2 separate regions of the Mus musculus genome follow, and region 2 is linked to region 1. A link is a contact called in public HiChIP or PLAC-seq data. All regions are on one chromosome and are shown on one strand. Each heading gives the region's core, a stretch centred on a gene start, on an enhancer-like site or on the middle of the called end of the contact. The rest is flanking DNA. Distances are from core to core; before and after follow the strand shown. Region 1 holds the start of Satb1 (special AT-rich sequence binding protein 1). Region 2 has its middle 69 kb from the start of Gm19585.

Evidence for each region. HiChIP or PLAC-seq counts read pairs in DNA pulled down with a chosen protein or histone mark.
Region 2: an H3K27ac HiChIP or PLAC-seq map of CD8 T cells shows a contact between it and region 1, with 60 times the contacts expected there. The contact joins the enhancer-like site here to the promoter of Satb1 in region 1. A contact is called at or near these places in 1 of 15 datasets of contacts at CTCF or cohesin (CD8 T cells), 8 of 484 Hi-C or Micro-C datasets (B cells, CD8 T cells, Th1 cells and 2 more), 10 of 115 datasets of contacts at active chromatin or transcription factors (CD8 T cells, the SCID.adh cell line, Th17 cells and 7 more) and 3 of 9 other capture datasets (adipose tissue, liver and pancreatic islet).

The regions. Positions count from the first base shown.
Region 1 is chr17:51,830,037-51,837,013 of GRCm38.p6, reverse strand. It overlaps Satb1 (special AT-rich sequence binding protein 1), which reads left to right and starts at 4,367. Exons shown (of 11, transcript NM_009122.2): 1 at 4,367-4,544.
Region 2 is chr17:52,076,694-52,083,670 of GRCm38.p6, reverse strand. No RefSeq gene overlaps it. Among named protein-coding and RNA genes, the nearest start is that of Gm19585, 69 kb to the left of the region's middle. Within about 2 kb of position 4,125, at least 30 of the 459 cell types and tissues checked have an H3K27ac peak or open chromatin away from gene starts, as enhancers often do. A contact at or near this core is called in B cells, CD8 T cells, Th1 cells and 6 more, where this site is marked.

The sequences.
Region 1 (6,977 bases), core at 3,118-5,617:
AGTGAGTATTTATTGAATGAACAAGATGTAAGATGTAGGGGATATGGCAAATGATCAAATATTTTTGCATTACAGGGGTATAGAAGCCATTTGATGCTTACAGAGTGAGGTGGGGCTGCTCAAGGTCAATGTTCAGATTTTGATAATGATCGTGCATTTTTTTAGATGTTGCCTACAGTTATATCACACCTTTGTCAGGAAAACAAGTCTTGAAAAAAAATGTGTAATATTAGTCAACGTAAAAGGTGTTGTCGTGACTTACTTTGGTGGAGGTGAGAGTTGAGCCTCGCTGGAAGAGTCGAATTATGTCTCCCTGTTAGCCATTCTGGCAAGGCTCAAATAAGAGAATGGAAGACTTGAGCTGCAGAGTGATGGGTCCGCTGGAAGACTATCAGAGGACGAGAGGTACCACCCACCAATCTAGAGTCACACTTAGATCTGTGCCTTCAATATCACAGCTGCCCACTCTTTGGCACTATCCTGTGATGACTCCATAGAGCCACATGAGTCCTAGTTGAGTTCTGCAGAGACCCAATCATATATGTCACCTCACAATGCCAGCATGCCTCCCTCCCGAGTGACTTTTTTTTTTTTTTTTTTGGACTAAGTGAAGAGATACAGACAAAAATGCAACTTTGGCTGATCTCGGGCTACAAGAAATCTGAATTGTTACTCAAGCCAAAGCCCATCCTGACCAATTTGCTCTGTTCTGTTACAAACACAAGGCTATAAATAATGGTTGTGAGTTTCAAGAACACCAATTCCGTACACATGAAGGAAAACAAAAACGTCAAGTGCACAAAGATGGAAGAAATGACTTTGAAATGTACTCATTCTCACACTAAATATTGTAGGCTCCAAACCGAACTCTACTCTGTGGTAAGCTCTGAAACCGGAATTCCGGCCATTATAAGGCTATCCACTTAAGACATCTGATCACATGATCTGTAAAGGTCTGAATTGGCCAAGTAGCCATAAAAATAACATCAAACCCAGATCTTCTGACTGTGTTCTCTTCCTTAAGAGAAAATTTGAAAGTTACATTTGTTTATTGTGTGGGTGGGTGGGCCTGGTTCTTGCACTGAGGTCAGAGAGGGTAACTTTGAGGCGTCGCTTCTCTCCTTCCATCAAGTAGGACCTGGGAACCAAACTCACGTTGGGTAGGTTTGGGGGCAAACACCTCTACCCACCACAGCCCCAGGCAACAGGCATGTTCAAGGCTGTACCACAGTCAGAAAGGGAATTTATCTTTCTCCTTGACTCAAGGCCTTCACTCAAATCAGTTATCATTTCACATTCTCATGCTGCTTATTCAGTAAGGCTAATCCTGTTTTATCCCTTTCCTTGTATGTAGTGTAGAAGGCAAAACTGTACTCTCTCTCTTCTGAAAAGATCAGTGGCTATTGATATTAACTCCTATTATCTATATTTTGATATGTTTTAGATCTACGTGTCTGTCAACTACTTACACTACATTTGGATTTGTTAGAAAAATGAAATCAGGGGCTTTCGAGATGTCTCGGGGCTCTGGAGCACTGTGTGTTTCTGAAAGACTCGGGTTCGATTCCCAGCACCCACGTGACATCTCACAACCATCTGTAACTTCAGTCCCAGCGGATGTGATACAGATCTCTTCTGAACTCCCCTGGCACCAGGCATGTAGATGATGAACATATACACGTAGGCAAAAGACCCCCCCCACACACATACACATAAAATAAGATGATTAGAAGTATCTTTAAACATAATTATACCACTTCATGCTGGATCCTATAGCAAAATACCTTAGACCTAGACACTAAAAAGGTGTGTGTGTGTGTTTATGCCACTTTAGAGTGGGTGCCTATAAACTTAGAGTTTGTAGATACTGCCTGTTACTGACTGTTAGGGATGGAAAGGAAGGAAGAAGAGAAGGAAATCCAGGCTGTTGGAAGCAAAGTGAGACCTTACTCTAAATGATGGGATTTATCTGATAAGCTGAATTACTAGGTAAGCATATGAGCGTATAAAAGAGGAAATGTTAATGCATTTTTGGGCTTCTGTTGTGCTCCAATTTTATATGTTCACAATAATAATCAGTAAAGGCTAAGCTTGCAGAGCCTCCATTCTCACCTGCCCTGCTCAGTGGGGACACTGGCACCTAGTTAGACAAGTCCCTACTTTGGCAAATCAAGGCAAGAAAATTTGAAGTCACCCAGGACTTGAAGGGAAAAACCTGAGCCAGGAAGAGAAACTCATGTTTTATGTTGTTTTGCTCTTTGTAATCACCCATAGCTTCTTGCTTTGCTTTCCAGGGGGCTCGTTGGCTTGGGGGTGGGGGGGCGAGGAGGAAGAAGAAGGGGAGGAGGAGCAGAAGGGGGAGGAGGTAGTTCCCCAAATGAAAATTAGTTCATATTTGTTTATGTCCTTATGCCTTTGGCATGGTATTTTGAATTATAAAAAAAAAGTTGAAAAAATTGGAGAATTCTAGGGAAATCAAGGATGGACGAGGGGGCTCTCAGAAAGCTGCCTGAACTATGTCATTTTGCTTCATTTAGAATGACCTCACCAAAAAAACAAAAACAAAAACAAAAAAAAACCAAACCAAACCAAAAAACAAAACACAAACAAAAACTCCCACTGCACCGTCGACGTGTTTGCTACCAAGGCTCAAATCGCTAGTCACCCACCGTGTCAGGCTTGATTCATAGGCAACCGACAGAAGAGGACCTGACAGAGCTTTTAGGAAAAACTGAATTCTCAGCCCACAGTCACTTTCCAGGAACTTGCCTGCAAACAGCTCTGCGCTGGAGGGATGGAACTCCCAGCAATCTCAATCCTGCCACCCTGACTGCCTTCGCTCCACATACAATTATTTATGGGGACTTAATGAGAGAGCAAGCCTTATGTGAAAGAACGCAAGAAAGTGCAGCTGCTAAAAACAGACCCAGGCAGTTCTACAGTCCTTATTTTTACAACTGAGCTTCTGCAATTCCTGCCACGAACCTAACAGCTCCACTCCTTGCCAAACACACAAAGAGAAAAGTAAAAACTGTTTTCGTTCTGCAACCCCCTTAACTTCGAGTAAACAGTAGTAATTTTCTATCGTCACGTTCAATGCAAATTTCCCAAAGGCGACACAACAGGAAACAAAAGACCTGTTAGTTGATAGCTTCCTTAGAGCTGGGGGTTGTGTGGGGAAGGAGTAGCAGGGGAGTGGGTTAAAGTTGATAGAGTCCAATTTCTCCCTAGCTTGGGGGTCCAAGCCTTCAGCTACTTTGACCTTTCAGAGTTCTTTGGAGCTTCACCAGTTGAAAAGGTCCCTGGGCCCAGCCTCCCCTCCTACGAAATCCGCATTTCTTGACCTCTTTGCCCCTGCTTTTGGGTGGGTCAGGGTGGGAGAAGAGACTTGGACAGTGGCTTAAGCATCTCCTTCTGGTTGGGTGCGTCGACCTACAGCTGCCGACAGGAAAATGATACTGATGCAAATAGCTGGGGTTGAGAAGGGGGTCTGCAAGAGGCCCCCTCCTCCTCCATCCACTATGTGTTCCTCAATAGGGGTGCCCAAGAGAAGAGGATAGCAAGAAGAGCCCATCAGTTTGAAGGGAAGGAGGTCCCCTCTAGGAAAGATCTTCTCCATCAAACATTGAAGAGAGGGGAAAACTTGGCCCGCATGCCCCTACTGGGGAGCGACACACCCCACACAAGCTGGCTTGCGGGGCGCGGGGGTTGTGCTCAGGCCTCTCACCTGACTTCCTCCTCCGCTGGCACACACACACACCAATGCCCCGCGCTCTGCACCCCCAAAGCCCAGGCAAACAACGACAAGAGGAAGCGGCGGGCGGCGAGGGTGCGCGGCGGGGGCGGTGCAGGTGAGGGCCGGGGCGGTGGGGCTCCGGGGCTCGCCCACACTTACCCTGGCGGCCGCGGGGTCGCTCTCCCGCAGCGACCCTGCACCCGGGCGGCGCTCAGGGATGTGGCGGCTGCGGTGGCTCGGGCTCGGCTCAGCTCGGGCTCCACTGCGCGCTCTCGGAGCCACCGGCCGCCCAGGATCCTGCCGCCAGGGGGAGAAGCGGCCGCGGGCGCGGGGGAGGCAGGCCGGGCCCGGTCGCTCCCGCTGTGGGGTCCGCAAGCCCCCCACGCGGGCGAGAGGCGAGAGCGCGGCGCCCCAGGCACGCACGGCCCCCGGCCAGCGTCGGGGGGCTCTCGTGGGGGCGCCCCGATCGCCCGCGCCGCGCTCTACACTGCGGGCTCCGAGCGGCTCCCGCGCCCCCTCCCGCGCCCCGCCCCGCCCCCGCCCCTTCCCTTCCCCCTCGGCCCCGCGCGCTCCCCGCTCGCTGCTCGCCGCGCTCTGCCCCCTTTAAACGCCCACTTCGGATGGGGAGAGGAGACAACTTGAAGTCAAGTTGCCATTAACTTCCGCGGCGGCCGCCAGCTCGGCGGCGGGGAGGTGGCAGCAGCTGCAGCCGCCGCCCGGGAAGTCCGCCGCCCGGCGCGCCCGCGCGGGGAGCCGACCCGGCCTCGGCCCGCACCGCTGGCCCGCGCTGTCCCGGTTCCACGCCTGAGTGAGTCCCGCTTCTTTGCTCCCTGCCAGTGCTGCTCCCGCTCTGGGTCTCTTGCCCGGCTCGCCTCCGTTTTCTGCGGATGCGGAACCGATCCAAACTTCTCAGTGGCCCCGGCTGGGGCGACTCTGCGCCCCTCGCGTGCCGGGGTCTTGCTGGCCCTTCTCTCGAGCGCGCTCAGACATTCGGGAGGACTGGGCTGGTGAAGTGAGGGTCATGGCCGGGATGCGGACTTACTTGGCGTCTTTGCCTCTCCCGCACACCTGCCCGGCAGGAGTCCCTCGTTAGACACTTTAGTCCAGGTCGTGGGCATGGCCCGCTTTAGAGGACGAAGGCGGCGTGGGGGGAAGCCCTCGGCGGGCGAGTGGGGAAAAGGGAGCCGCTCAGTGAGCCCCGGTGCGGGGAAGGAGGCGAGGTGCGGGGTGGAGTTGGAAAGGTCGCGCGCCAGATCTGGAGTTCACTTAGCATCCTCTCCCATCTCATCTCCCCCTGTTCTTTCCCGGCCAGCCCTACTTTGCTGGTGGCGAGCGGAGGTGGAGAGGGGCCTGGGAAGTTTGTGGCAACTTCTCTATCCCGAGAGCCACTCGGGCGCTGGGCGCTCAAGTTGGAGCCCAGAGTTTGAGAGCCGAAGAACAGCGCTCGTGCAGCCCACGCCGGCGATCGCGGGTCGGTCCTGGAGGGTGATTCGGGTTTGGGCTTGGGCGGGAAGCCGAGGGAGGTACATGGTGTCTTAGCTGGGACTGTGGCCCCACAGGTGCAGCCCAGGGGGCAACTCCTCATTTCCCTGCGACAGTACACACCCGAGAGCGGCGGCCTTCTACAGTGTTCCTCCATTGCAGAGCTCCCAGGGTGGCCGAACTGGGGTTGGGCAGCTCGAATGCAAGGGACTGAGGGGGCAAGCGGCAGGTCCAGATGGTGACACGTGCGTGTGCTTGGCCCAGCAAAAGGCGCTAAACAGGTCCCTTCTGGGATGATCCCAGAAGACCAAGAGGACAGCAGCTTAGAGCTCAGGGTAGAGGTTTTGACCCTGGCCTCCACCAGGGCCAGGTTTTACTTAACAAGATGTCAACCACAGGCTCATCTCTTAAAATGTCCGGTTGACAACTTTGACCTCTGCACCCTTTCTGGGAGAACTTTCTCTGAGGCATGTAGGATTCCCAGGGTTAAGACGTGGATTTCACTTGTCCATAGGGACCGGAAGACACCCAATTCCCTGGAGAGAACCTTTTCTGCTCCCGATTGATTGGCTGGGGTTCCATGTTTGTATCCTTGGAGGCCAGAGAACCCAACTTTCCCAAGACAGAAGAGGGGAATGAGCAAGAGTCTGGTCTCTTTCTGCCAGAAGTCAGGTTCTGTCCTTAAGCAGTACCTGGATTTTTTACAGTGTTTGTGCCTGGTGACAGAAGCTCAGCCTTCCAAAAACTTTACTTAATTTTACACCTTGTCCAGAGTGGATTTTCTGAAAGAGTGAAATTTTATTTTGTAGTCAGATTCTCCAGATAGGTAGGTAGGTAGGTAGGTAGGTAGATAGATAGATAGATAGATAGATAGATAGATAGATAGATAGATAGATAGATAGATAGATGAGTAAGTTATGCCATACTTTAAATCCAAAGAAAGCAAGGGTTGCGGTGCTGGCTCTATAACCCTTTATGAATCTCCCATGTGGAACTCGGGCTATGACTTAGCAGCGGTTCTTTATTTCTATGGCATATTATTTTTGTAGAACAGTAGTAAGCGCATACACTGCCTGCTCCAGTCTGCTGGCAAACATTAGCATTCAAGCTTACATTTTTGACAAATGTGCAGACAGGAATAGCATGAATAGGCATCTTAAATATTAACAACCCAAGCATCTGTTGTGAAACAAATTTAATATATTTACTCAGTCTTTCTCACATTGTTAGGAAAGGTTATAATAAGTGCTTAATTTCAACTTAACTTAGCAGAAGTAACTGGCGGCATCATTCACTACCTCCCAAGCTCTAACACAGTTACCACGCAGAAATACTTTAATTAACTTGGTTAAGGGCATTGTTAAATAAATACATTTTAAGCAATGTGCATACTATATAACATGCAACAGTAGCGAAATAGTCATCCCGTTTGTATGCATTTTAAATGACCTCATCTTATAAATATACCAAGTATGTTTAGTCTTCATCTCTATTTGACACTTATTAGTTCATTTTTTTCTAATGGAAACAATATTTTAAATGTAGAGTTGTTCAGTCATATGTAATACATAATATGTAAACAGTAGCAATAAAATACAGAGCATTGTTAAATTTGAATATGGCTACATGTAACAAGGTTATGCAAGAGAAATAAAATCACTGCTCAATTTTGTTTTCCTTTCTGAATAATGAATACAGATGATGGATGAAAAAGGAACAAATAGGGATTTCCTCCCTGAAGTAATAGCTTCTTAAAATG
Region 2 (6,977 bases), core at 2,876-5,375, 250 kb before region 1:
AAAAGCCAGGGAGTTGATAATCATTAATATTTCACCAAGGACCCATCCATATTTTCTGTGATGGTGACACAGACATGCTACTTCATCAGGAAGCCATTTTACAAAATTAGAAGAAGCCAGCACCATTCTGCAAAGCTCCAGTCAGAACTACTTATCATGATTATTTATTACTTACTGGGTGCCAACTGGGTCTATGTTGCAGAGATGGACTTAGAGAGGCACCACGGAACAGCAGACAGTTCCTGTTCACTGGACGCATGCTCCAGCTCCAATCGTACGGCAATGATGGCTCTTGTGTCTTTAATTACTGGTAACGACCACAAAAGGAAGATCAGAACTTTCTATCACTGTTCTAGACATGAAGATAAATGAGGAGGGAAGCAATAAGTGTAATTAATTTTAGCCAGAGCTGGAAGAGGAAAACTTTCAGCTGTGGCACCACACATAGCATCCGTCAGGACTGGCTTGCTAGCAGAGCAGGTACCACTCACTGACTCAGAGACAGGATGACAGCTGCCACTGCAAAAGGCCCAGGAAAGGCAAACAAATGAAGCACCACTTTTGTGATATTGTCTCATCTCAACATGTCAAAAAACAACTGAGTGGCATCCCCATGCTTGGGCCCTGGAAAGCTGTAAGAGTTCAGCCAGTAAGTTCAAAGCCAACCTAAAACCCAAGGCCTTCCGAATAAACTCTTGTCACAAGCCTGTGGGCAGCTAAGCATCTTGTACAACTCAAAAGTAAGATACGTTGCAAATAAGAAGACTAGGAGAGATGAGGGATGGGAAAAGCACACTCAGAAGTAGAGGTGCATAAAGTTAGGGACTTATTGGAACAATCCCCCTGATGCCTAGATGAACAAGGCTGCTAAATTCTCAGGTAGCAAACCATGCCTCTACCGCTTAACTTCCAGGACCTTCTAATGACTGGACTGCACTCTGGAGAAAATCAACTCCAAAATAGAAGCATCATGCTGATGTCAGAAGAGGGAGACACGTCTTTGTCTGTCGATAACATGTGAAAACAAGATGAATTTGCCTCTGCTTTCCTAGCTTGGACAATATATGAAGGGTGAATAGTGGGCATCATTGCAGCTATTCTACTGCTGCTAACTGACCACCAACATTCTGGAATCAGTCCCAATCCAGATCTTTCAGCCCCTTCACCTGCTACCAATAAACACAGCCTTGTCTATGCCAAGAATAGTAGTTGTCATTCTGAAATCCATTTTCAAAACTTAGTCTACTCTTTTGCATGAGTCATCAGCTTCTTGCATCCCATTAAAGTCTTGTAGGATGTAAAATTGAGTAGGATTTTAGATAATAATGAGAATATTCTAGACACGAGTGCCGAAGAGGACATTTTTAATTTACATGCTTATTGGAATGGGGGTGTCCTCTGTTGCCTATAGTGATCTCAGTCTTCTGAGTTCGAATCATTTTTCTGCCTCAGTCTTCCCAATGGCTAGATAGCTGGTGTCACATGGCTGGTTGCCACAGCAGGACAATGCAGTTCTAGAATATTCCACCTATGTGGTGTGTGTGTGTGTGTGTGTGTGTGTGTGTGTGTGTGTGTGTGTGACCACACACGGGTGTCTATTTTAAAAGTTTAGATAACTACATGTGGCTATTGTGCGGTTCCAAGGAAGATGGTGTCCATCTGACTGAAGCTTAATACATCATAAGTGAAGGAAAACCTTCTCAGTGCACTCACTGGGTCTCTCTGTCCCATGTCCCCTTGAAGCTAGAAGTGACCACATAGCTGAGGGCTACTGGGCTAAGTTATTGCTTTTGTCACATATCTTCTCTATTCTTATTTGTCCCTGTAAATGTAAATGTTGCTTTTATTTCCTCAGATAGAGTGATGAATTGAGAGCCATAGCCAAGTTTTATAAATACCTGGCTTGGGCTGAGCCCAGAGCATTTCCATCTAACTATCCCTAGGTCTAGGCCTGGAAGCTTCTAGCCTCCATACTGTCTAGTCTTCTACAAGCCCATACTTTGAAGGTTTTAGCTTCCAGCCTCTATATGCTAGCCTAGGCCTCAAATGTTTCAGATTCTGAGATTTACTGCTGAATAAATTCACCCTTTCTAGCTCTCCCTGAACTCTGACTGGCTGGCTCAACTTAGCTGTTCTGGCTCAAACGTCTTTCCAAACTGACTAATTCAAATTGGCTTCTCTCCGCTTCTGACCGAATTGCTCTGCTCGGAAGGACTGCCTTTGAACTCCATGAACTCAACTGTTCTGCTTTGAACTGAGCTCAACTGCATTCAAATTAACTGTACAGAACTGAATCTCCAGGGCTTTTTCTGCAGAGCAAGAATTGGACTATAATCTCCCCCGTGGCTGTATCAAGTGCCAGCTACTGAAGGCAATGTTAGCTTCCCTCCATAAAGGAGCTTTGTTGGAGGGACATAGGAAGGAGGAAATCCTGGGGAGAGGCCTTGAATGATGGGAAATGTCTAGCAGTCCAGTGGCATCTGCACCCTCTGAGTCTCCTAGGCTGTCCTTGGGCTCATGGGGTCCCTGAGCTTATCGGGAAGCATCAAGGAGTAACTCTTCCCTGACAATGTCTTGTGATCTAGCAACAATGAAAAATGCTCCTGATGTGTCCCCCTGGAAACATCTATTCCTCCTCTCTCAGCCACAACTCTGGAAAACTATATGGTGTACAATAGGCAATATGGAGTAAAAAATGGCAACAGCTCAGTGAGAGAGAGATGAAAGTAGAAGAGGGTGGGACAAACAGAGCAGGGTGGCAGCTCTATATTCCGAGACCATAAACAAGAACCACTAGGAAAATTCACTAGCAGCTATCCTTTCCACAGACACCCAGAAATAAAACAGGGCTGACCAAAATCTCACGTCACCAAAGAAGAAAGCTCAGTGCTTTCCAGGGACTGAGTCCCACCTTTTCCTTTGTCCCTATGTCTGACTCTTGGTAGGTTGTCCACTATGAAAATTAAACTGAAAGACAGGTCATTTCATGCCCAGCCACTTGGCTATTTGGGCTTAGTTATATTTCCAAAGCTACCCAGATTAGACCCTTTCCCTGATTTCTGTGATTACATCTTGTATGTTGATGGCTGTAGGTTTGTTTTCCTAACTGAGAAGATGTTCTCCCTTCAAGTCTTCTCTTACACATAGTCAAAGGTGCATGTGGCCCTGTTCTCCCAGGAATTTGTCCTTCTCCCTACTTTCTCCCCTTTTTCCATCCATCATGGCATCCAAATCTTCTCTTTCTCTCTTTTCCTAATTTAAAAACTAAGGGAAGAAATTCTGAGGTGAAGCCTCTCCAGGATCAGCTCAACAGGAAAGTATCCTAAGTGTGTGTGTGTGTGTGTGTGTGTGTGTGTGTGTGTGTGTGTCTGTGAGGGAGGGTGCAGGGTAAAGGACTGTGGGGGAGGGGCTGTGCCCCCTCTAATCTGAGAAGATCAGAGGACAACACTGTGAAGTTGATTCTCTACGTCTACCTTTACAAGAGGCTCCAGCGATAGAATTCAAATGGCCAGGTGTGTGAGTGATGCACTTTAACCTGCACAGCCAGACCACCGGCCCAAGAAATCCTACCTCTGAGGTTTTCCCAAAGCTGCTCACTGCAGAGATCAATAGCTTTTCATGACAGTCACTGGACATTTACCACCTTGAGTTTATGCCAGTTGCATTTCTATCCCAACAGAGGACAATTACCCTAGAGTCACAGATGAGGAAGGATCATCACTGCCTATCACAGATCACAGGCAAGGACGTACTTTTGCCCAGTATGGATCCTGGATACTAGGAAAAGAATGGACATCACAAGTAAGGAAGGATCATAGTCCATCACACTAGGAAGAGAGTGCTAGGAAGGAGGACTCTGAGTTTCTCCCTACAATATGACTAATGTGGTTTCTAGGTCCAAATGTGGACTGCCTTAACTTTAATGGCATCCATCTGAGCACGACAAAGTCACTCAACAGACGCTGGCTACATATAGATCTATGTGCTAATCCACAGGAGATTCTCAGAGCAATCTCATGAAATAGGGGTCAAGGCACAAAGGAGAAACATCTTAGCCTTGGTACTTGTGGCCGATTTGTGAAGAGAAACCAACCCGGAAGCTAAGGCTTTTAGAAAAGAAAGCTCAAGAAGCCACGGCAGAAGCACAAGTGTCATTTGAGAAAGGGGAAGCACTCCAGGCTTCGTGAGGAGTGCTAGGTCACGGTTCTGTGCCCTGAACAAAGGAACAAGGTTGGCACTGAGACTCAGCTTACCCTCCTTGGCAAATGCAAAGCATCCTGTGTACCTCTACCTATGTGTGACACCTTCCCCGAGTCCCCTCAATCACATCTGGGGCAGTCTCAGTATGGAGGTGGATTTTTGGCTGGTTTTCTTGAGTGAAAAGAACCTATCCTGTATCCTTAATTCTCATTTACTCCTTGCACATGGTTGTGGTGATCGTGTGTGGCCCAGAAGAAAAGAGAATCACCACAATAAAGCTCTCAATTGGTGGATTAAATAAAATGTTTTATCATTGATTTCTAAATTACTAAACTACGTTGAGATGTTGCCAGTATCTATTTAATAGAACTGCCAAAAAAACATTTAATTTTTTCATATAAAACACACCCAGAAAACTGAACAAATTTCATCAAAATGTTTAAATGCCAGAAATGATTCCAATCTAATAAAACATTAAGGCCTTGCGTTGTCTGTATTGTGTACACGGCAGACCTCCATAAACGACACGGCTGGAACCTGCTTTTTAATTCTTTTGCACAAAAGCACCAATTTAGGTCCTGCTGGGAAACCTTTCGAGGGATCACTCTGTAAATAAAGCAAACCAATTTCTTAAAATACAGTTAGCCACAAGCAGTTCCTGCAGGTCTGCAAGGAATCTCTGCTGATCAGCCGCCCAGGCGGCCTGGGCCATCAGCTGGTGAGACAGAATCTGTTGGTATCTGCTGCTTCCCTGACTGACAGCCGTGTGCAATCACAGAGGCATGTAGAGACACATCAGACAGCATGCACACAGAAACAAGCAGCGGGAGGGGAGGGTTTTGGATCCCAGATGGACGTTGGCATGGAACACTTTGAAACTGCCATCTCCCAGAGCCTGGCCATTTTTTTTTCCGCTCCCAGCACTCAGTCTACAAAGCGAAGGCTATAAAATGGGAAAGAAGTATTGACTTTTATGGGGCTCATCAGATCCCCTAGGCGTAATGTTCCTGGCCTATGTTCTGGAATATTTTTAAATATTTATTTTATTTTTAGTTATGTGTACATGTGTACGTGGGGGGGGGGGGAGATGTAAGTCCCCATGAAAGCCTGAAGAGGATATTGATCCCATGGAGCTGGAGTTACAGTCAGTGGTGAGCCCTTAGACATGGGTCGTGGGATTCAAACTTAGGACCTGTGCAAGAACAGTCAGTATGCACTCTTAACCACTGTGCCTTCTCTCCAAACTTCGCCCTTTGATCTAACCCCCTGCCTTACAGTAAGATGTTGATTTTAGCACCAGAAGAAAACAAAACCTCAAGCCGAAGGCCCTGCACAAGGCAAAATTAAAATACGCATGAGTCACACCAATCCTACTCTTCCTCCATTTCTACTTGGGAGAACAGAAGGTGCCCTTCACCTTGGCAGCCTCATTATAATAGAAATCCATTTTATTCAAAAGTAAACCCCAGAGAAAGCCAGGTTCAGCAGACCAGAGACTTCATGCCTCATTTTTCTAGTCTGTTTTATGGACAGTGGGAATAGAAGGGTAGATAGAAAGTTTAAGAATATGGCCAGCCTCACAAGAGACAGCTACATCTGGGTCCTTTCGATAAAATCTTGCTAGTGTATGCAATGGTGTCAGTGTTTGGATGCTGATTATGGGGTGGATCCCTGGGTATGGCAGTCTCTACATGGTCCATCCTTTCATCTCAGCTCCAAACTTTGTCTCTGTAACTCCTTCCAAGGGTGTTTTGTTCCCACTTCTAAGGAGGGGCATAGTGTCCACGCTTCAGTCTTCATTTTTCTTGAGTTTCATGTGTAGCTGTCTCTTGTGAGACTATGCCGGGGCCTAGCAAACACAGAAGTGGATGCTCACAGTCAGCTAATGGATGGATCACAGGGCTCCCAATGGAGGAGCTAGAGAAAGTAGCCAAGGAGCTAAAGGGATCTGCAACCCTATAGGTGGAACAACATTATGAACTAACCAGTACCCCGGAGCTCTTGTCTTTAGCTGCATATGTATCAAAAGATGGCCTAGTCGGCCATCACTGGAAAGAGAGGCCCGTTGGACTTACAAACTTTATATGCCCCAGTACAGGGGAACGCCAGGGCCAAAAAGGGGGAGTGGGTGGGTAGGGGAGTGGGGGTGGGTGGGTATGGGGGACTTTTGGTATAGCATTGGAAATGTAAATGAGCTAAATACCTAATAAAAAATGGAAAAGGAAAAAAAAAAAGAATATAGCCAGCCTCCTTGAACAAGGCTCAGCAGAACTCCCTCCCCAGTGCTGTAGGTTGGGACCTGGGACAGTATATACCACACTCGGAGATCTCACAAGTGTCCATGAGTAACTGAAGCCACGTCCTGCCCCTGAATCAAAAGCTAAGATTTACAAGAAAGCCAGTGAAATTCTCTGAGGAGAGCAAGCCCACTTCTTGTCAACCTGAAAGATCAGTTAGAGTTCCCAGAATTCACCCCCAGAGTGTGCCCCTAAGTCACCCAGTGAGGGACTGTGAGAAACTGTGTAAATGGACTCAAAACAAAACAAGACTCACCTGACAGTGAGTTTCATTATGAACCTGGGGTTTTTCTAGAATTGGTGATGTCACACAGTTTTGAAATGTTGGGAAGGTAGGGGCCTCCCATCTATGTATGCTCCGTGCTCAGGTGAACCTGATGTGTCTGATAACTCTTCCCAGTTCTCAGGACAAAAGCATCCTATCTTCCCCGTGGGTCTCTCGAGCTCTCTAGCCCACCCTGACCTTCTAACTATTAGAAG